Linked DNA regions of Zea mays: regions 2 and 3 are each linked to region 1. The links are chromatin contacts, called in public Hi-C maps. All regions are on one chromosome and are shown on one strand. The core of a region is the stretch at or near the end of the contact, and the rest is flanking DNA. Distances in the headings are between cores, read along the strand shown. Region 1 holds the start of LOC542116 (superal 1). Region 2 holds the start of LOC100274112. Region 3 holds the start of LOC100275248.

What was found. A called contact is a pair of places that touch in the nucleus more often than the background predicts.
Region 2: a Hi-C map of tassel shows a contact between it and region 1, with 4 times the contacts expected there. The contact joins the promoter of LOC100274112 here to the promoter of LOC542116 in region 1. A contact is called at or near these places in 8 of 25 Hi-C or Micro-C datasets (bundle sheath, ear, endosperm and 4 more).
Region 3: a contact with region 1 is called in a Hi-C map of ear, with 3 times the contacts expected there. The contact joins the promoter of LOC100275248 here to the promoter of LOC542116 in region 1. A contact is called at or near these places in 9 of 25 Hi-C or Micro-C datasets (bundle sheath, ear, leaf and 3 more) and 2 of 3 datasets of contacts at active chromatin or transcription factors (leaf and seedling).

The regions. Positions count from the first base shown.
Region 1 is chr9:99,908,562-99,912,489 of Zm-B73-REFERENCE-NAM-5.0, reverse strand. It overlaps LOC542116 (superal 1), which reads left to right and starts at 2,317. Exons shown (of 2, transcript NM_001329492.1): 1 at 2,317-3,200. The coding sequence starts at 2,563. The coding sequence ends at 3,177.
Region 2 is chr9:100,092,131-100,096,186 of Zm-B73-REFERENCE-NAM-5.0, reverse strand. It overlaps LOC100274112, which reads right to left and starts at 2,185. Exons shown (of 7, transcript NM_001148491.1): 1 at 2,109-2,185; 2 at 1,833-2,014; 3 at 1,637-1,744; 4 at 854-943. The coding sequence starts at 2,114.
Region 3 is chr9:99,665,905-99,669,975 of Zm-B73-REFERENCE-NAM-5.0, reverse strand. LOC100275248 reads right to left here and starts at 2,102. Exons shown (of 13, transcript NM_001353870.1): 1 at 1,759-2,102; 2 at 1,510-1,599. The coding sequence starts at 1,989.

The DNA of each region.
Region 1 (3,928 bases), core at 1,068-3,567:
GGCTCAGTCGGCCATGGCGCTGCGCGCGCGGTTCGGTGTGGCGCGCGATGTTCCGGTGCTTTCTATGGCTAAGACTATCTCCAACCGAGTAGCCAATACAATACGCATACACAAATTGTCTGGCCTTGTAGCACTGTAGCGCTTGGGAAATGCTTCCAACGGACTATGCAAACTATATACGCATCTACGGCGCTGGACCCCTCGGCACCTAAAACTGAGTCCTCTCCACCCACGACTCAAACCCTGGCAAACCAACTGTCGGGAGGGGAGGCCGAAGAGAGCAGCGAGTTGGTGGCGCAGACGACCACCTGCGACGGGCGCACACCCCCACCGGCAACGGCGCGCGCGGTCACCGGCAACCGACGCGGACGACCACATCTGAGGTACGTCTCTCTCTCAGGTTCATTGGCCCTTCCGCCTCTCTCAGATCTAGCCGATTTTTTAATCGAAGACGAGATTTCGATCTGTATTGTAGACAGTGATTTATCTTCTCCTTTGCTGCCATATCAATGTCGAACATCCAAAGGATATTTCAGTCATATTTTGTTCTTTTGGCTAGGCTTATTAGAGTATGTTTATTATATCTACAAGTCTGTATACATTTGCTATATGAAACGGTGTCTGAACATGGATTTGTTATAGTACGAGATGGAATAAAATTTTGATGGTTGCACGGATGGTAATGAGCAAGCCCAGGATTTGTTTGGGCAAGACCAGTGGGCTAATGGTTTTACTGCTGCACTTCAAGACTTTGATGATGCTCAACCTACCCAGGTTTTACTGCAAGCACATTCCTGAACTGATGTTGGTTTAATTTTGCAGTGCTAGTTAACCCAAAAAATTATTTTTTGCTAGTACAACATGGCCAGCTTCGACCAATGATACGCCGTCTAGGTGGTTCCCGCGGACGCAGTAACTTATTCCCGCCTAGATACGCCGTTCCCGCGTGAATCTTCCGCCTAAGCGCGCGAGTGAAACAGCCCGGCCCAGGGGTTCTCTTTTGCGTCTGCCGTTGGAGAATGTTACAAATGCGTACGCGACCTTGTGCTCTGGCGCGAGGCAGATTACTGAATACATCTCTAATTTTAGGTAGCATGGTTGGAGACAGTCTAAGGCGAGCGGGCGACCAATAAATAGGCATAAATGTCGTGGTCATCTTTTCTAAGAACAGAACAAAAGAAAACGTTTTAACCAATGACAAATGTGAGTAATTCCACCTAAACTTTAAGAGTGAGTTAAAAATACATACTAGATTTTGACTGCTTATGGTAGAGTTGGAATGTTTGGCTAAAATTTTATAAAGCTAAGCTAGATTTTGTAAAGTGAAGCAAATCTAAACGCTCCTTAACAAAATGGCTTATATTCTCGATAGAATTGTTAGAATCCGAAAAGAGAAAAAAATCTTTAAAATTGACTTGAAATTGATTTTCGCTTTTACTAGAAGCATATAAGAGCAACTCCAACAGCCTAGCTAAATCAATTAGTATCGGTAAAAATAGAAAAACGGCGCTCAAAACTCGATCCAACACTCTTTCTTCGCTTTTCTTTCCCGCTAGGCATCCTGTTAAGATCGCTAATCATCTTTGGTGAGCACACTCAGCTCACCATCTCCGTTCCCGTGGCTGTGAGCTTGCCTGCATATACGATGAACACGGATTGACCGCAGGGGCGACGCCAGAAAATAAAGTTATTGGGGTCTGTTTTACTAATCATCATCTAAATACACTAGCTAACAATATATTTGTATAGTATTTCTTAAATTTTATAGGGGTCAAGTGACACCAATAAAACCCCCTAGCTTCGCCTCTAATTGACCGGTACAACAGTTCAAAAAGGCAAAGAACAAAATAGGTCACGACGCCACACACTTTGCTGGGTCTATCTCACGGTACCTCTTTTCAAGTTGCTTGAAGTTCTTCTTGGCAATCGCAGTCTACAACAACAACGCCAAACCGACAAGTGATTGATAATGTTGTGATGATAGATATGCAGTATACAGTATGTGTGTAGTACCTTATCTCGTACTTTGACGGTCGGATCGGTACCTCGAGTGGCGGTCTGTTGTCAAATGATTTCCACAAGAATTATAAAGAGTTTGTTTTACCTTAATGTTTAAGAAGTTGTCTATTTTTTTAAGTTCTCATGAAACTCTAAATTTAGCTAGAATTATACATAGACTCTTGGAGTTGCTCAACACATGATATTTCTTCTTCTAGTTTTAAATGCAGTGGTTTTGACCGGATCTATAACGTTTATACCACGCGCTGTAGCACGATCTACGGCCAGGACACGGTCGCCACACGACGACTCCCACCCGCAGCCACCGCACGGCCGTGTTGGCACCAAACCGCGTGGTGGTGTTAGGCTCTTCGCCCAGATCAAAATCGAATCGATCCCCCAACCCGATCGCCTCGTCGTCAAAAAATCCCCATTCGTTCCCCTTCTCGCCTCCACGAGCCTTCACAAATTGCCCTCTCAGCTCTTCTCCTAATCTCACTCTAGCCCTAGCCAAATCCCAGACCCATCCCAGCCCTAGCGACACCAACCAGCTCGCCAGCGACCATGGGGAACCCGGAGAAGCTGATGAATCAGATCTTCGACCTCAAGTTCACCTCCAAGTCGCTGCAGCGGCAGGCGCGCAAGTGCGAGAAGGAGGAGAAGGAGCAGAAGCTCAAGGTCAAGAAGGCGATCGAGAAGGGCAACATGGACGGCGCCCGCATCTACGCCGAGAACGCCATCCGCAAGCGCACCGAGCACATGAACTACCTCCGCCTCGCCTCTCGCCTCGACGCCGTCGTGGCCCGCCTCGACACGCAGGCCAAGATGCAGGTCATCGGCAAGTCCATGCAGTCCATCGTCAAGTCGCTCGACTCCTCGCTCGCCACCGGGAACCTCCAGAAGATGTCCGAGACCATGGACAATTTCGAGCGCCAGTTCGTCAACATGGAGGTCCAGGCCGAGTTCATGGAGGGCGCCATGGCCGGCTCCACCTCCCTCTCCACGCCGGAGACCGAGGTCAACAGCCTCATGCAGCAGGTCGCGGACGACTACGGGCTCGAGGTCTCCGTCGGTCTGCCGCAGGCAGCCGCCCACGCCATCCCTGCCGCCAAGGATAAGGAGAAAGTCGACGAGGATGACCTTTCTCGCCGCCTCGCCGAGCTTAAGGCCCGCGGCTGAGAGGTTGTTTCAGGCTTTATCAGGTGATGATAGATTCATCCTAGCCCCCCGTGACCTTAGCCTATGTTTTGCTGCGGTAGCCTTTGATCATTGTTGAAGAACTGCTATCGTGAATCGTGAGTGTGATGCTTTATAAAATTGTGCCCAATTGCATGTGAAGGTGGTCAGGTATGTATATCTACTACCTGTTGAACCAAGCTTTTTAGCGATTTGAGTTGTACTCTAGAGCAGATAACTTTAGCAAATAATGGCGTACCTTAGCAATGGTATAAGAATTTCACAGGAATTAGTTCAAAAAATACAGGAAAACACAGGATTCAAGAAATAATCCATTGTTCCTAAGGAGGCCTAAGACGAACAATATATATTGTGGGTTCTTTTCTTATATCTTGCACTTACAAATGACCAAATATAGCTGTTAGAGCTAATGTTAATGAGCTTTATTGTCTGTATATGCCTAAAGCAGTATAGCACTCCCTAAAACCACTATCATGGATGTTAAGTGGTTCACAGGCTTGCAGTGCTATAATGAAACCTGATAATGCCGTCGATGGAAATTTCTCTAGGTAGCATCTTAAAAAAGTGGCTGGTAAGTTTATGTTATGAAATAACACTTGCCATAATAATATATTTGTGATTGATGACTGTGAGGACCATGCACTTATGTGATTGTGTCTGGTAATATCCAAGCTCTGTTTGTCTTAGTGAGTCGACCACATGAATGCCTATTATGTTCTGCCACACTCACCTT
Region 2 (4,056 bases), core at 936-3,435, 180 kb before region 1:
CAAAGTTGTTGCCTTTGATACTCCAATGACCAAGATATCTGGTTTTGAAGTTTGACAACCAAAATCAGACTCAAGCACTATTGCGGTAGTTCGATGACCAAAAATAGTCTTCCTGTTTAAAATATTTCTTTTACAAATTTTTTTTGCAAGTCACCACACTGGAGACTGCCTAGATGTCCTATACAACTTACATTCGGAACCAGAGGAGACTATATAATTGTATACATGGACATAAGTAGCAAGTTGCAAATACTCAGATTATCAATAATTTCTTTTGTGCAAACAAAATGTGACCAGCATCATGCATTGTTGATGAAGAACAAGCTCTGTGTCAGTGTGTGTTGTGTTCATTCGCGTCAGGAGGGGCAACTAAATAAACCCTAATAAGCATTCAGAAAATTGATTAGTGTGGCTTTATTTTTATTTTCATACTTTTTGTTAAATAACATATTGCATTTACTTGCCTTGTAGATTGTTTTTGAAATATGTTCCTAGGTGAACAAAACTTGAATAGGCATATTGCTCAATACAGTAAAATGGAAGCAGATGATAAGCAGAGAGGAATTTTCATTCCAAGCCATTGACAAAATTGTGGGTCTTATACCACTGGTTCAACTCTAGCACAGTATTACTGCCCACTTTCAGAACAATGTTGCAAATTAGCAGCATGTTAAGGACAAAATTTTCAAACCAGATACCAGTGACATTTCCAGGGCAACTTTGATGAACTAGTGGCACAAGACTCGTTAGCTGAAAATATTGCCTTGACTAGGACCCTAAAACGCAATAATCTCAAGCAGAAAACAAACCAAGCACTTATTCAATAAGAAAACAGCATAAAACAGATACCTACTTTGCACCTAAGCAGTCCATAGTACAAATAAATGGTACGTTGTCATCTCCAAGTCCAGCAATGACTGGCTGGCAAAAATATGGCCCGAATCTGAAAGTTTCATGTGTCATGATAAAAGTTAAACAAACATTGCCAATGAAAGTTTCAGTATTTGAAGATAAAAGCTAATTTGCAGCAACTACGGATTAAGAGGCTTGAAATCCAGTCCTTATATCAAACAGAATCTTTGTGCACATGAACATAATTACCTCAGTTACCCAGATAACGATTTAGTTTCCTCTTATGCCTTGAAGAGAAAAATTGCAACATGAAACTCTAATTATAACAAGACTCCATTTTTAAAAAATAGACTACGAACTTGGTTTATGTGGAGCTAATTCTGGATACATCATTGTTCATGGCTAATAGAAAATAGATGATATCTCATAGCTTAACAGTTTATTGTATATAAGTAGTAAATGTACTATATAAAGTGTATCTGAAGTACTCTGTCAGTGGAATGGTCGGTCCAAAAGGCAAAGCATTTCATATAAAGATCTAGTTTCGAAGTTCTGCATCCCCAAATACCATCACACATCACAGTATACGGTATTGATGACTCGCACTAACTTCCTATGACCAAATCCTCCAGCAGCATGAGCATAAGCCAACATAACCAATAAGTTTTGCATTTATTTGCAGAGTCCATGCTCTGGCAGGGCATAAAAAATTAAAACAACTACCCAGAAGGTCTATCCAGTATCCTACACAATTCCACCAAAAGTACGATAGCAAAATTCTCACCTCTTCTCGTAGAGGAGCGCAGAGACAAGGCTGGCAAAGGTCTCGGGCTTCATGTCCCTCTCCTCCCGCAGCTGATACAGCTTGTGCCTGAACACCAACCGCTGGTACCTGCAGAGGGACCCAAAATCCTAAGCTGCCGAAACGAAGGCAACAGCCCGTGTGTAGAGGAGGGGAGAATTCGGCAACTGCGACTCACAGCGTCTGGGCGTCAGTGGCGAGCCCAGAGAGGCCGATGTAAAGCTTGTCGTGGACCTTGAACACCCGCTGGAAGTCCGTCGCGATGGTCTGAAGCTGCACGCCCAGCCGCCGGTCGCTGGCGATCGCGAAACAGTTCTTCCCCACCATCGCCACCACGGCGGACCCATTATACTCGAAGATCTGCGATGGGTAGGGGGGGCGAAACGGTAAGGAATTCGAGATCCGGGGCGAGGGGAGGACGGCACGGGAGCCAGCGGGGAATCGGGGGACTCACCGACATGGCCAAGGCTGCGGCGACGGCGAGGTCGCGGAGGAGGGTTCGGGTGGATGCGTCGGCGACGAGGATCGGAGGGGAACTGGGGAAGTAGCGACTGGCGACGGCGGTGGCCTGGTGGGCTTATCATGGAGGCCGGGTTGGGCTTCTTTGTGCACTAGAAGGTCCACCGATGCCGGCTCGGGAGCCGCGTGAGAATTCTGGGGCCGTAAAAATACTTTTTTGCACTGTACTGTTTGAAGAAAAGTGAAATAACAAGTTTTTGTACACTGTAGTTAGCAGATTACACATATAGCTATGCAAAACAATTGTTTTGCACTACGGAGTAATTTTAAAATAGATGGAGACAAATAAGCGGTTAGTTAGTGATAACCTTATATCGTATTTAAATGTACTAGAGATAATAGTTAGTTAGTTGAAAGTATATAAAGAGTCTATCTAATAGTTCAACTATTAGCTACTTTTAGCAAATTAGCTAATAATTAGCTAGATATTTATTAGCTAGCTAATTTCGCTAGTAACTAGGTATATAGGGATGAAAACGGACGGAAACGGACAGAAAACTCTTCTCCTGTTTCTGCTCCCGCAATTCATCATCGGAAACGGGTTCGGGAGCGGAACAACCACAGACGAAATTCGGTCGAGTTTATACGGGTTTACGGAAACGAACCAAAACGGCTGAATATTAACCGAAAACAGACGGAATTTGCCTCAACGGAAAAAATTGACCGGAAACAAACACTCACAAGGTGTTGTAGCCATAGTCCAAATTCAATAGTCCACTAAACAACGAGAAAATAAGTCCACATTACCACATGATTACATGACCACATAGCCACTGAACAACAGAAAAAATAAGATTTCTTCATAGCCCGCCATCTTCATTCATGAATTGGAAATCACTATACCAACATTGATCCTACATTTTAGAATACACGTGTATAAGTAATTGCAAATGATAGGTAGCAACAAGCAGCCAACCAGCAAGTAATCCTTGTTATTGCGCTGGTGCCTTGAACATAGTAAATATGGTACTCCCTCCGTTTCGTTTTAATTGTCGCTGTATCCAGCGACAACTAAAAAGAAACGGAGGGAGTAGTGTGTAGCATATCTATATTAATGCATAAAAGCTTCAAACAAACCGTAGGCACTCGTCACAAGGCACCAACGTAGCTCGTCAATCAGCAGCATCTCGGCTGCCCCAACCACCCGGTGCCGCCCCCAATTTCACCGTCCGTGCGTCCGCCAAAACGGATGGGTCCTAGGGACCGTCGGTACACAAGCACAACTACACAAGACAGAGGAGCTAGCCAGCTAGGTGCCTAGGTGTGCTGGTCTGCTGGGGTGCTTGCTGGCTTTGTTGCTTGCTGCGCAAATGCAGGCTGTAAGCATGTGCGTACTGGCGTGTGGTGTACCTGAAATCTGGCAATGGACGAGGACGACGACCGGTCAATGGCGTCCTGCTCCTACGTGTCCGAGGCCCAAGCTGGAGGTTGGAGAAGGAAAACTGGAGATGTGTGTCCACTGTGTCCGTGTCGTGCGGCGTCCGACTGCCGAGTCAATTCAGTGGAGCCGTGGTCTGTGGAGGCCTATTGGGCTTGGCCGCTTTGGGCCTGGCGGGAGAGATGGCTGACAGATGACCACTTCGGGTTGTATCCGGGTTAAATCCGGAAATATCCCGACCTAATACGAGATCCCGACAATTCGAACGGAAAATAGTACTTCCCGTTTCCGTCCCGACCCCGCAGACTTCCAACCCGTAACCCATCCCGAACCTGTTTTTTCTGAAAATCTGAAAACGGGCGGGTTAAATGTAGAAAATGGGTCGGGTCGGAACGAGATTTTTTCCGTCCATTTTCATCGCTATAGGTATATGCCCGTGTGTTGCAACAGGTATACTTATGCAGTCATAGGTCATTGTTTAGTGAGGTAATCAACCGGCAGGGTG
Region 3 (4,071 bases), core at 853-3,352, 240 kb after region 1:
AACAGAAGAAAGTCTAGTAGATGTTAACCTTTGGTAAAAATACTGACATATGGATCATTGAGAGGAACTAAAATGTACCAAAATGTTTCAGTTTACATAGCCATTTTTTACTAAATTATTGCAATGAAGATCTTGAAACAAGGTGTACAGAAAGTTGTTTTGTATAAATGTCCTTACTGATTAAAAATTCTACTTCAGCTTGTTTTCATCCGAACTAACCTCGAATTATACCCATATAGTTTTAGAGTGTAAGCAGAACTCTGAGATATACTTTCTGGGTAGTGGGTACTAATTGGCAACTAGGAATAGACAATAAGAATGAGAACATTCCGTGTGTGGTTGAAACGTGTGAGAAATTGTTAGTCTACTATACAGATTAAAATCTTCAGTCTTTTTCGACCACGAGGCACGCCTCAGTCGCTTAGTCTGCATTAAATGGTGAATAGACTGAAGGGGCAGAATTAAATGCAGAAGTAAAAATTGTTGGAATTGACCATAGAAAATGGAATGTCATAATTTGTCTGTAAAACAGAGAAATATTGTCTTGGTAGATAAGATTTCTTGGTTTTTGAGGTTGCAAAGCACAGAAACGACCTGAGTGAACCTGACACTCCTACCAAACATGATGTCCAGCATGCTTCATAGTTATCTATAAGAAAAAAATGCCCTTTGCCAGAATACAATGGAGAACAACATATGCCCGGACTCCATTAACTGACATGAGTATGCAGCTATTACAGATTTTCCAAATAATAGCATGCTTAATGCAGATTTTGGTTGCACTGATAACAGTGAAACACGCATTGGTCCATCAACCTTGGTAGATAATCTAACGCCTCTGGCTAATTTTCAATATTCTTGTTTTATGTGCTCACTTTGTTCCTGTTGAAAACAATCACAGACTAATATGAATGGATGCTTTGTGCTTTGCAGTGTAGCGTGTCCTATTCTGGGGTCAGTGTGACCCATCAACACATATTGATCATTGCTGTATCTCAATACATCTGTAGTGGAAGAGCTAAGTTTTCTTTCACATTATAGCACTTCATCAAGCAATTTTTTATGAATTGACAAAGTAACCACAGGGAGAAGGCGACAAAGTGGAGGCCAGGTGATAATAATAGCTAACTTACATACCCAATCCCACATATGGAGCTTGAAAATCTTGGCATTTGATCAGATAACGCAGAAACATCCTAGGCATGCTATCTGTTCCAAATCAGTGTGGAACTTCTGTTCAATACCTTCGCAAGCTTATCTAGCTCGATGAACACTCCACTGAAACACATTTTAATTTTATGGAGCAGATCCTAACGCTCTCTAAAATGCACATATGCCAAGATCAATCCTAGTTCCAGATAAACGCTAATCTAATCCACGTCTCCTCTTTCCGGAGCCCAACCCAACTTGCGGATTGAGTCATCAAAACCGAGATGAGCACGAGCTCTGAGGAACATAAGAAGCAGCGCGAAGGGAGAGAAGAAACGAACCAAGAGCAAAAAGGCGCACCTCCTTCTTCTTCCTGGCGAGGTTCCAGATCCTCCAGGTCATGTTCTCCAGCCGCGTGTTCTTCTCCTGCGGGCTCCGCATCGCGTTCGCCTGCGCGCACCACACACAGGTCGATCAACCCATCCCGTGGATCACCAGCGATGAAGGACGTAAGCGAGCTGCGAGCAGCAGCACCAGGGACTGGGACTGGGAGCGCGAGCTCGCCCACCCGCACGCAGCGCACGCGCGAAGGAGCACGTACGTACGTACCCGGAGCCAGGTCTTGTAGAGGTCGGTCTCGTCGTAGCCGGTGATGACCTCCTCGACAAAGTAGCGCGCGGGGGAGAAGTGGCCGCGCTCGCGGAGGAGCAGCGAGGGCCGGTCCCCGCCCCAGCCTCCGCCCCGGCCCCTGACGGCGCCCGCGGCCGCGGCCGCGACGCCCTTGCCGGCATCGAGGATGGCGTCGAGATAGCTGTTGATCCAGTTGTCGTTGCCGTACATCGCCGCCGGCGAAATCGAGGCGAATGGGGGCCGCGCGGCGGGTGCGGGTGGTGGCGAGGGCGAGGGCGGCGACGGGTAAAGAGAGGAGAGCAACAGAAATGGAAAGGAAATGCGGCATGGAACTGGAAATGGGCTGTGGTTATTGCCCTCTGCTGCCTGCGCCTGTGTCAGCGGGTGCTTGGATTCGTGTGGTATCAACCGTTCGATCTGGATCTGACGGCGAAGTTCTGATCGTATATCTCAGTGGGAGCGCTGAGCGCGGCAGCGCTTTTTTGTCACTGTGCTGCTGTGTGTTCGCGCAGCTTCTTGCAACTTGGAAATATGATATTTACAGCTATAACGTCGAAATCAAGAAGATGATGTATGGTATACTTCTCATGTCATATTTTGGGTCGGAGTTCATGATGTAACCCCCTGATGCTAACGCTGAAACAAACGAGAAATACGTCTGGCTCGCAATTCGATCGGTTTCTCCACGGAAAACCAGCTCTTCGTTCACTCAAATTCACAAGGAAATTAGCGCGCCAAAAAAATAGAATTGGCAAGAGATTCGTATGGTGGTAGCTTCTGTTCCGGCTGTTGGCGACTTGGCGTCCACTCCCACACACACACACACACACACAATAATGCATCCATGTGATAATCAATCTGGTATAGTACGTACGCGCTACGCATACCAGATAACCATTCGCTCATTTATTGTTTTTTTATCTGGAAAGTCTATGTCCTGCTCCGTATGGGAAAAAAGGCATTTTCGGCTGGTATATATTCCGAAAAGGATAATACAATTTGAATCCGAGTCATGTGACGCTGCAACTGCAATCTGCTTGCCACTGTCACTGTGTGCTGCCGCCGAGGCGCTGAGCTGATTCGGGGGGCTTTTCGGGTCCTGCCAGCGCCAGGTGTGAGCGCGGCCGCAGGCAGCAGCATCTTTTACCTTTCCCGCTTGCCAAGGCAATTGAACTTGACCCGTGCAGGGCTCCGGCTCTTATGGATGAAAATGGTCTAAAACGATAGAAAAAAACATATAAATTTAACTTGTTTTCATATATTTTTTTACGGTACGAAAATGGAAACATAAAACCAACTGTCAAAATATACAATAGTTATCGTTGCCGTAAATTCTATTATTCGAAAGAAATAAACTTTAGCCGGAAAGACAAATATTTTATAATTTCCACAAATACATAATAAAGTGATTATACTTTTTATTAAAATACACAAATAACTCTTCTTCATCGTTCATATTATTCAGAGTAATTATATCTTTTATTTTTCTCTTCATCATTCACTTGAATCCAACAAAAATATATTACTTGCATAAATTATACTCTAGATGTACATCATATTATATAAAAGACAGTAAAAACGGTATTATCATGACTCGAAAACGAAAATACGAAAATGATTGAAAAACTAGTTAAATTGTTTTCGTACCTTTTCTAATTGGTTTTCGATCAATTCAAAAACGAACAAATAAAAACTATATTCCGAACGAGATAGTACGAGATTTTCCCAATCATGTTTTCATCTCTACCGGCTCTCCCTCGCCGTCGTCATGGCGCGTCACAGACCATGCCATTGCTAGCGACACGAGAATGGAACCGGATGACGAGACTGACTGCTCGTTCTGTACCAATGAATAATCCTTTATTCTTGTTTAGCGATTGGTCAACCAAAACCGACTATACAATATGCAAGACGTCTTTTTTTTGCTTTTTGACCTTTTTTTGGAAAAAAACACAATTATGTCATTTCTAGTTTGAATTCAGAAAATAGCCTCTTAACTCGGCGTCATTATTATTAATATCGAGAATACACGTTTCGGCGTCAATATAAGGCCCCGTTTGGTTTGGGGTGACTAAAGTTTAGTGACTAAAGTTTAGTCACTTTTAGTCTCTAAAGAAGCAAACATAGTGACTAAAGTGGGGTGACTAAACTTTAGTTCTTTAGTCACTAAGGGGTGACTAAAAGGGACTAAAGTAGTATTTTTACCTTATTTGTCCTCTCCACTTTCTTCTTATAGCAAACATCCATTAATTAATAGGGGTAAAATAGTCATTATTCACAGCAATTAATGTT